Regions from separate parts of the Sus scrofa genome. Here region 1 is linked to region 2. Evidence: chromatin contacts called from public Hi-C data. All regions are on one chromosome and are shown on one strand. The core of a region is the stretch at or near the end of the contact, and the rest is flanking DNA. Distances in the headings are between cores, read along the strand shown.

What was found. A called contact is a pair of places that touch in the nucleus more often than the background predicts.
Region 1: a Hi-C map of undifferentiated spermatogonia shows a contact between it and region 2, with 2.9 times the contacts expected there. A contact is called at or near these places in 3 of 5 promoter capture datasets (fetal liver, fetal skeletal muscle and liver), 29 of 47 Hi-C or Micro-C datasets (adipose tissue, alveolar macrophages, blood and 16 more) and 2 of 2 datasets of targeted methods (alveolar macrophages and skeletal muscle).

What each region holds. Positions count from the first base shown.
Region 1 is chr4:93,689,179-93,692,310 of Sscrofa11.1, forward strand. No RefSeq gene overlaps it. Among named protein-coding and RNA genes, the nearest start is that of RHBG, 17 kb to the right of the region's middle.
Region 2 is chr4:93,644,190-93,647,185 of Sscrofa11.1, forward strand. No RefSeq gene overlaps it. Among named protein-coding and RNA genes, the nearest start is that of MIR9-1, 15 kb to the right of the region's middle.

The DNA.
Region 1 (3,132 bases), core at 268-2,767, 45 kb after region 2:
ACCCCTGCTCTCCTGGAAGACTCTCTGCTGCCCTACCGGTATCTTCTCCCCCTCGCCTTCCCCCACTCCCCCAGTCAGCTCTCTCCTGCCTTAGGGGGACTGAGAACCTGGACTGCCTGGAACAAATTCTAATTTTGATGTTGTTCCCATTGATTTTGTCCTGAAAACCTTATGAGTCCTAGACACATCACTGTTTCAAAGGCCCAGGTACCATCTCAGAAACAGGTCCCACCTGAGCGGCATCAGCTTTTGATCACGCACCTGTGTGGGAGTTTAGGAAAGGTGGACTCAGGTCCCGCACCTTGCAGAGGCGAAAACCCATTTACTGGAGCCCAGCCTTGAAGTACCCAAGACCAGGGGGTCAAGTTCCCAGCTAGAATGACCCTGCTCCCAGCCTACGGTCCCTTGTCTACTGTCCAGGTATTTTCCTCCAAGGTCAGACCAGTACCCTCTGTCAGATGGGCACAAGCTCCTGAGTTGGGGTAGAGGGTTGTACCTCTTTCACTTGTGGAAGGGGACTTTCTGTGGCAAACCCCCACCTCCACAGCTCCCCACCACCCCAAGCTCTGTATCACTGGAGAAGTTTATTTCATTTGTTTTTTTATTTTATTTTTTTTGTCTTTTTGCCATTTCTTGGGCCTCTCCCACGGCATATGGAGGTTTTGCCATTTCTTGGGCCTCTCCCACGGCATATGGAGGTTCCCAGGCTAGGGGTTGAATTGGAGCTGTAGCTGCTGGCCTATGCCAGAGCCGCAGCAACATGGGATCCGAGCCGCTTCTGCAACCTACACCACAGCTTATGGTAACACCAGATCCTTAACCCACTGAGCAAGGCCAGGGATTGAACCCGCAACCTCATGGTTCCTAGTCGGATTCATTAACCACTGCGCCACGACGGGATCTCCTGGAGAAGTTAATTTCAGTCCTGCATGGCTGGGTTTCTCCCAGTAAAAGTGGGCCTACTTAACTGGTGGTGGGTGGCAGAAGGAAGCAGGAAGTCCTGATTGCGTCCAGGGCTTACGGGTCAGAGAGACTCCCTTGGGACATTTTTGTCCAGTAACCTGCTTTGGCGAAACCATGAGTATTTCCCTCAATGTTCTGGAAGGGAATGGGCTCCAGAGACACCTCTGGTCCATGTAATGTGAAAAAAATGAATGGAGAAGGGGAGGATGGGAAAAGTATCAACTCTGGACTCGGTTTAACCTCCAAGAACAGCAGTTCAGAGTAATGAACTGACTTGTGCGAGCCACCAAGCTAGTGCTTGGGGGAGCCAAGCTGGGAGCCCACCACGGTCTGACCCCCAAAGGCAAGGCTCTTGGAGGAGACGAGTAGATCTGGAGGGAAGAGATGACCACCCCTCCTTGGCCCCAAAGCCTGGTTTGGGTCGCCTTCTCCCTTCCTCCCCGGGCTGGCGTACTCGATCGGCGATCAGACGGCGGCATATAGACAATGGCGCTCTGTCCGGGGCGGGCGCTCCGGGACGACAGCTCATCCCTATGCAGTGACCGCCTCCCCCGCCCGGGCCTGGCCGCCAACCCCTTTCAGGCGGTGGAAGCCGGGGCGGCGGCGGAGGGGGATTCTCACAGGCCGTTGGACATTTGCATAGCCGGCTCGCCCGCCCGGAGACATTGGCCCGCATTGTTCCCGGGCGGCGGCGGCGGCGGCGGGCGCACGGGCCGGGGCACTCGGGGCGGCGCGGCGGACCCGGCTGGGAGCGGGCGGGAGGGCCAGACAAAGGAGACGGGGCGCGCGGAGCTGGGCGGCGGGCGGGTGGGGGAGATCCTGACGGTGGGAGAGAAATATCGGGGTGAGGTGGCGCGGGGGCTGCGGGGGAGGATGCGGCTGCAGAGCTAGTCTGCCCCGGGACCGCCACCGCCCCCCACTTCGGACACCCACGCCGTGTCTAATTCCTCCCCGAGCTGAGGCCACCGTGCGTCGTGATTTGAATCCCAATAGCGGGGGAATCTCAGGCCTTTCCCAGGCTGCGCAGGTTTGGAGCGCCGGGTCCTCCAGAGGTCAGAGGAGCCGCTCCTGGCCCAGGCAGCTCGCCACACTGGCACAGAAGCACCCTGAGGCCCCTGGGGAACTTTGGGTCTCCCAGCCAGATGTCGGGCAGGAAGCCCTGTTGTCGCCCACGGACACTTCTGCCAATCCAGAACAGTGGCCACCTCCAGAAACCCTTCCCTAATGCCTCTGGCTCTGCTGGCTTGACGCTGACCGCAGTGCAGCTTGGCTTCTCCATCACTGGGGCTCTGGGGGGCGAGCAGGGGCCCAGAGTCCTCGTCCATCATTGTTCCCAGAGCTCCGGCATTGGGGCTGGACAGACAGAGTTCATGAGTGGGCAAGTGTCCGATTGTCCGGCATTGAGAGTAATAATGGTGGTGATCAGAGGGGCTGTCCCTGAGGGGCAGAGGCCTCATTGTCCTGAAGGGGTGAGGAAGGTGCCCCCTTGGCCCCTGTCCCCGCCATCTCCTTGACCTGCTCATTGTCACCCTGTTGACCCAGCCTGAATGGATGGGCCACCATGTGGGGGACTGATGGTGCGAAGCCAAGGGCTACAGGAAAGATGGGGGAGGGGCTCAGTCTTGATTTTGCCCAGAGGCTCCAAGGACACCTGTCTCTCCTGCCCTCTGAGCTCCCTCTGAGGACAACCATCCTCATACCCAAACCCTCAATCCAATTAAATAGAACAGTCTATGGACTGCCCACCAGGGTGCTAGGCATTGGAGAAAAAGCTGGAGAAGGGAGAGGAAGAAACAGAATGAAAAACCAAGGGCTTGACTTCGGAGCGTCCAGCCCTGGACAGAGAATCCCTTGAGCCACAGGGGCCAGAGTACTGGATCTTTTGTTTGTTTGTTTTGGTTTTTCTTTTTTGACCACCCCGTGGCATATGGAGGTCCCATATGCCAGGGATCAGATACAAGCCACAGTTGCGACCTACACTGCAGCTGTGGCAACACTGGATCCTTAACCCACTGTACCGGCTGGAATTGAACCTGTGTCCCTGCGCTCCAGAGAGGCCTCAGATCCCAGTGAACCACAGTGGGAACTCCCACAGTGCCGGATCTTGTGTAGAGTTCATCAGTGTCTCCCAGGCCATGAGCGGCTTCGAGGGGGTGATGAAGCCTGAAG
Region 2 (2,996 bases), core at 47-2,546:
TTCAGCTTGCTGGGTCTGTCTCTTAGGCACCTTCTCCCTGCCCTAAGATGTTAGAGCTTCCCTAGTGCCTCACAGTCTCTATGTCTCCTTTCTTTGCTTCTGAGAGCCACAGACAGTTCTGCAGGGTTTACATGTTTCTAACTCTCTAGAGCCTATTGCAGGCTACTGAGTTGTGGCCTTTCCATCTGCTACTGGAAACCCATGGTCTAAATGCAGAATTTGGCAGCTTTGGCAAAAGTGCTTGAGGGAAAGAGGTGTCAGGGCCTCTGGCCAAACTCCTTGAGCTGCCTGCTGCCCTTCCACCACCTTTTCTCTCTCTCTTTTCCATTATGTATCTCTCTGTTTCCTTCTCTCCAGCATCTCTTCCTCTCTTATCCACCCCTATCTTGGCCTCCTCTTTTCTTCTCTGTCTCTCACATCGTCCTTCTCCTCCACTTGCCAGGCTCCCCTTACCCTTACATCCTAGCTTCTCCCGGTTATTAATTACTCAGCCCCCAGTCCCCGCACCACAGTCAGGACTTCCCGCCTGGGGCTGGAGCCCTGAGCCGCTGCAGGGAGCGGCGCGGCCGCAGATCCCCAGTCCCCCACTCTCACCCAGCTAGGGTTTTCCCGACGACGCTCTGCTGAGCACCGCGAGGGTCTACAAGGGCCTTCGGCCAAGAATACGAACCTTAGGGACAACTGACCCTGCCAGGCGGGGGATCTGAGGATCATTTTTTGTTTTATTTTCCCCGGCGATGGGTTCAGCAGCAGAGGTGAGGGGCAGCGGAGGTATGGGGTCCTCAGTGCCGCCGCTGTTGGACTTGGGGAGTGGGGACTAACAGACCCTCCAGCGGAGTTTTTCGCCCGACCCGGGTCCCAGGAGCTGGCGGGGAGCAGAGGAGGCCCCGCGGGCTGGGCTTCGGCCCGGCCGCAGCTGCCGGGATCCCCGAAGCTCTCAAACGCCGCGTCGCCCCGTCTAGGCCCCCTTTCGCCTCGGGCGCCTTGGAGCCTTTTCTTTTCCATTTTGTTTCCTTGCCTTTTCCGTAATTTAGTTTAACATTTTAAATGCCTTTGGTGTGTTTCCTTTTTATTTCATTTAGTGTTATTTTATCGCTTTTGTTTTAACGTTTTATTTCTTTTCAAGTGGGTTTTGTTTTTCCTTTTTCTCTGTTTCCGATTCTCTATTTTCTTCTGCTCACTTCTCGCCTCCCTCGGCTCTTCTCGTGCTTTCATTTCCTCTCCTGGGCGCCCGCGGCAGTGCGACCCCAGCGTCCGGCGGCTTCCGTGGTCGTCCCGCCTTGGGGAGGAAGCGAGGGTGCTCCCACGCCTTGCCCTTCCCACCCGGAGCCCCCTTGGCGCCGTCCGGCGAGCCCGAGCCCCGCATCGCTGCGGAGCCTGGACTTTGTCGGAAGCGGGAGCCGAAGCCGCTGCTGCCCGCGAAAGCGGCGGTAAGAGGCAGGGGCGCCGGCGGGGGCTGCACGGGCGTGCTCCGGCCTGGCTTTGACCGGGCCCAGGGACAGAGGCACAGACCCGCAGTTCACGCGTAGAGGCCACAGATCCACACACACTGGGATTCGGGGGCCCGCAGACCAACGTCCACGAACTACACAGACACGGAGCCTCACAGCCGACTCAAGGGCGCGCGCGTTCACAGCACTCACCTACAAACACAGCGAGATCAACAAATGTCACACTTACAGCCCCAAACCACACACACACACACACACACACACACACACACACACACACACAAAGCGCGGAGATGCGGGAAGACACACATACTGCAGCTCCGAGGGATTTCAATGCTAACTCAAAGCAATGGTGACCCTGGGGAGAGCATAGGCTGTGGGAAAGGAACCTGCCTGGTCTCATCAGCAGGCACAGCAGTAGCCGTGTCCACAGCCACCCAGTGTTCAGTGCCTCTGCCTAGATTCAGGTTGTGGGGCTCCAGAGGTGAGGAATATTGCCTGCTTGTTTAGCTGAGAGATCCAGCCCCAACCCAAGAGCCTGAGCCCCAGAAATGAGCATCAGACCTAAAGAACCCTCTGTGAAGCAGACAGAAGCGGGCACTGCACCAAGAAAATGGCACCATGTTAGAGTATAAAGCAGGCATGGGATATGTGTGCCAGTATGTATTCTGTGCCACATGTATCACACACAGTGCCAGTGTTTGGCCAGGTGCCCACATGGAGACCATTATTTTTGTGAAAATGAGCAGAGGAGATGTATATGGTTCTAAGAATAAAAGTAACATATGTATACAAATATAGGTACCAATACACACTTAAGGAGATGTCAAGTAGAAAATCTCACCAGCTCATAGGTTTTGTTATCAAGCTGGCGTGCTAGCCTGAGCCTCTGTGGCAAGGTCTGTCTCCTTTCCAGGGCAGCCGCGATTGTTTGGTGCCATGGGAACTCTATGGGGAAAGACTGGTTTGTGGGAGAAACAGGCGTATCTGATATATTATCAAGCCATAAAAAGGGGAGTTTTGGCAGCTTTAGCAGGGGGGTGGGGGGAAATTTTGGGGTAAAAGACTATCTGAATTGCACCGCAGAAGTCCTAGTTTTGGAAGATGCCCTGGGCCATAGCAGCACCAGTGGTGGCCAGACATGCTGGATGATAGTGGAGCCTGACTGCAGGCAGGTGTCGGTACATATAGACGGTGCCAGGTAAAAACATAAACGTGTTCATGCCATACGCAAACCCACTCCATGCACAGACAGCTCCTGACAACCCCACAGGGCAATGTGTGGTTTACAGATGTCCAATTGGATTGCTAGGGAGATTAATTTTGTAGGAGAGAAGATAAGATATTTATGTGCACACACAGAGCTCCATAGGTTTGGAGTTCAGTGACATTACAGGAAATCCACAGCAGCAGGAAAGTGCCTAGCTCAAAATAGAAACACCAAGAGGGCGAATCCCCATCGAGGAATGCCAGGCTGCATGGAGATGGGTGTCTAAGGGGCGGCCCAGGGAGGGTTCGATCCATTGTCCGATAGACTCCAGATGC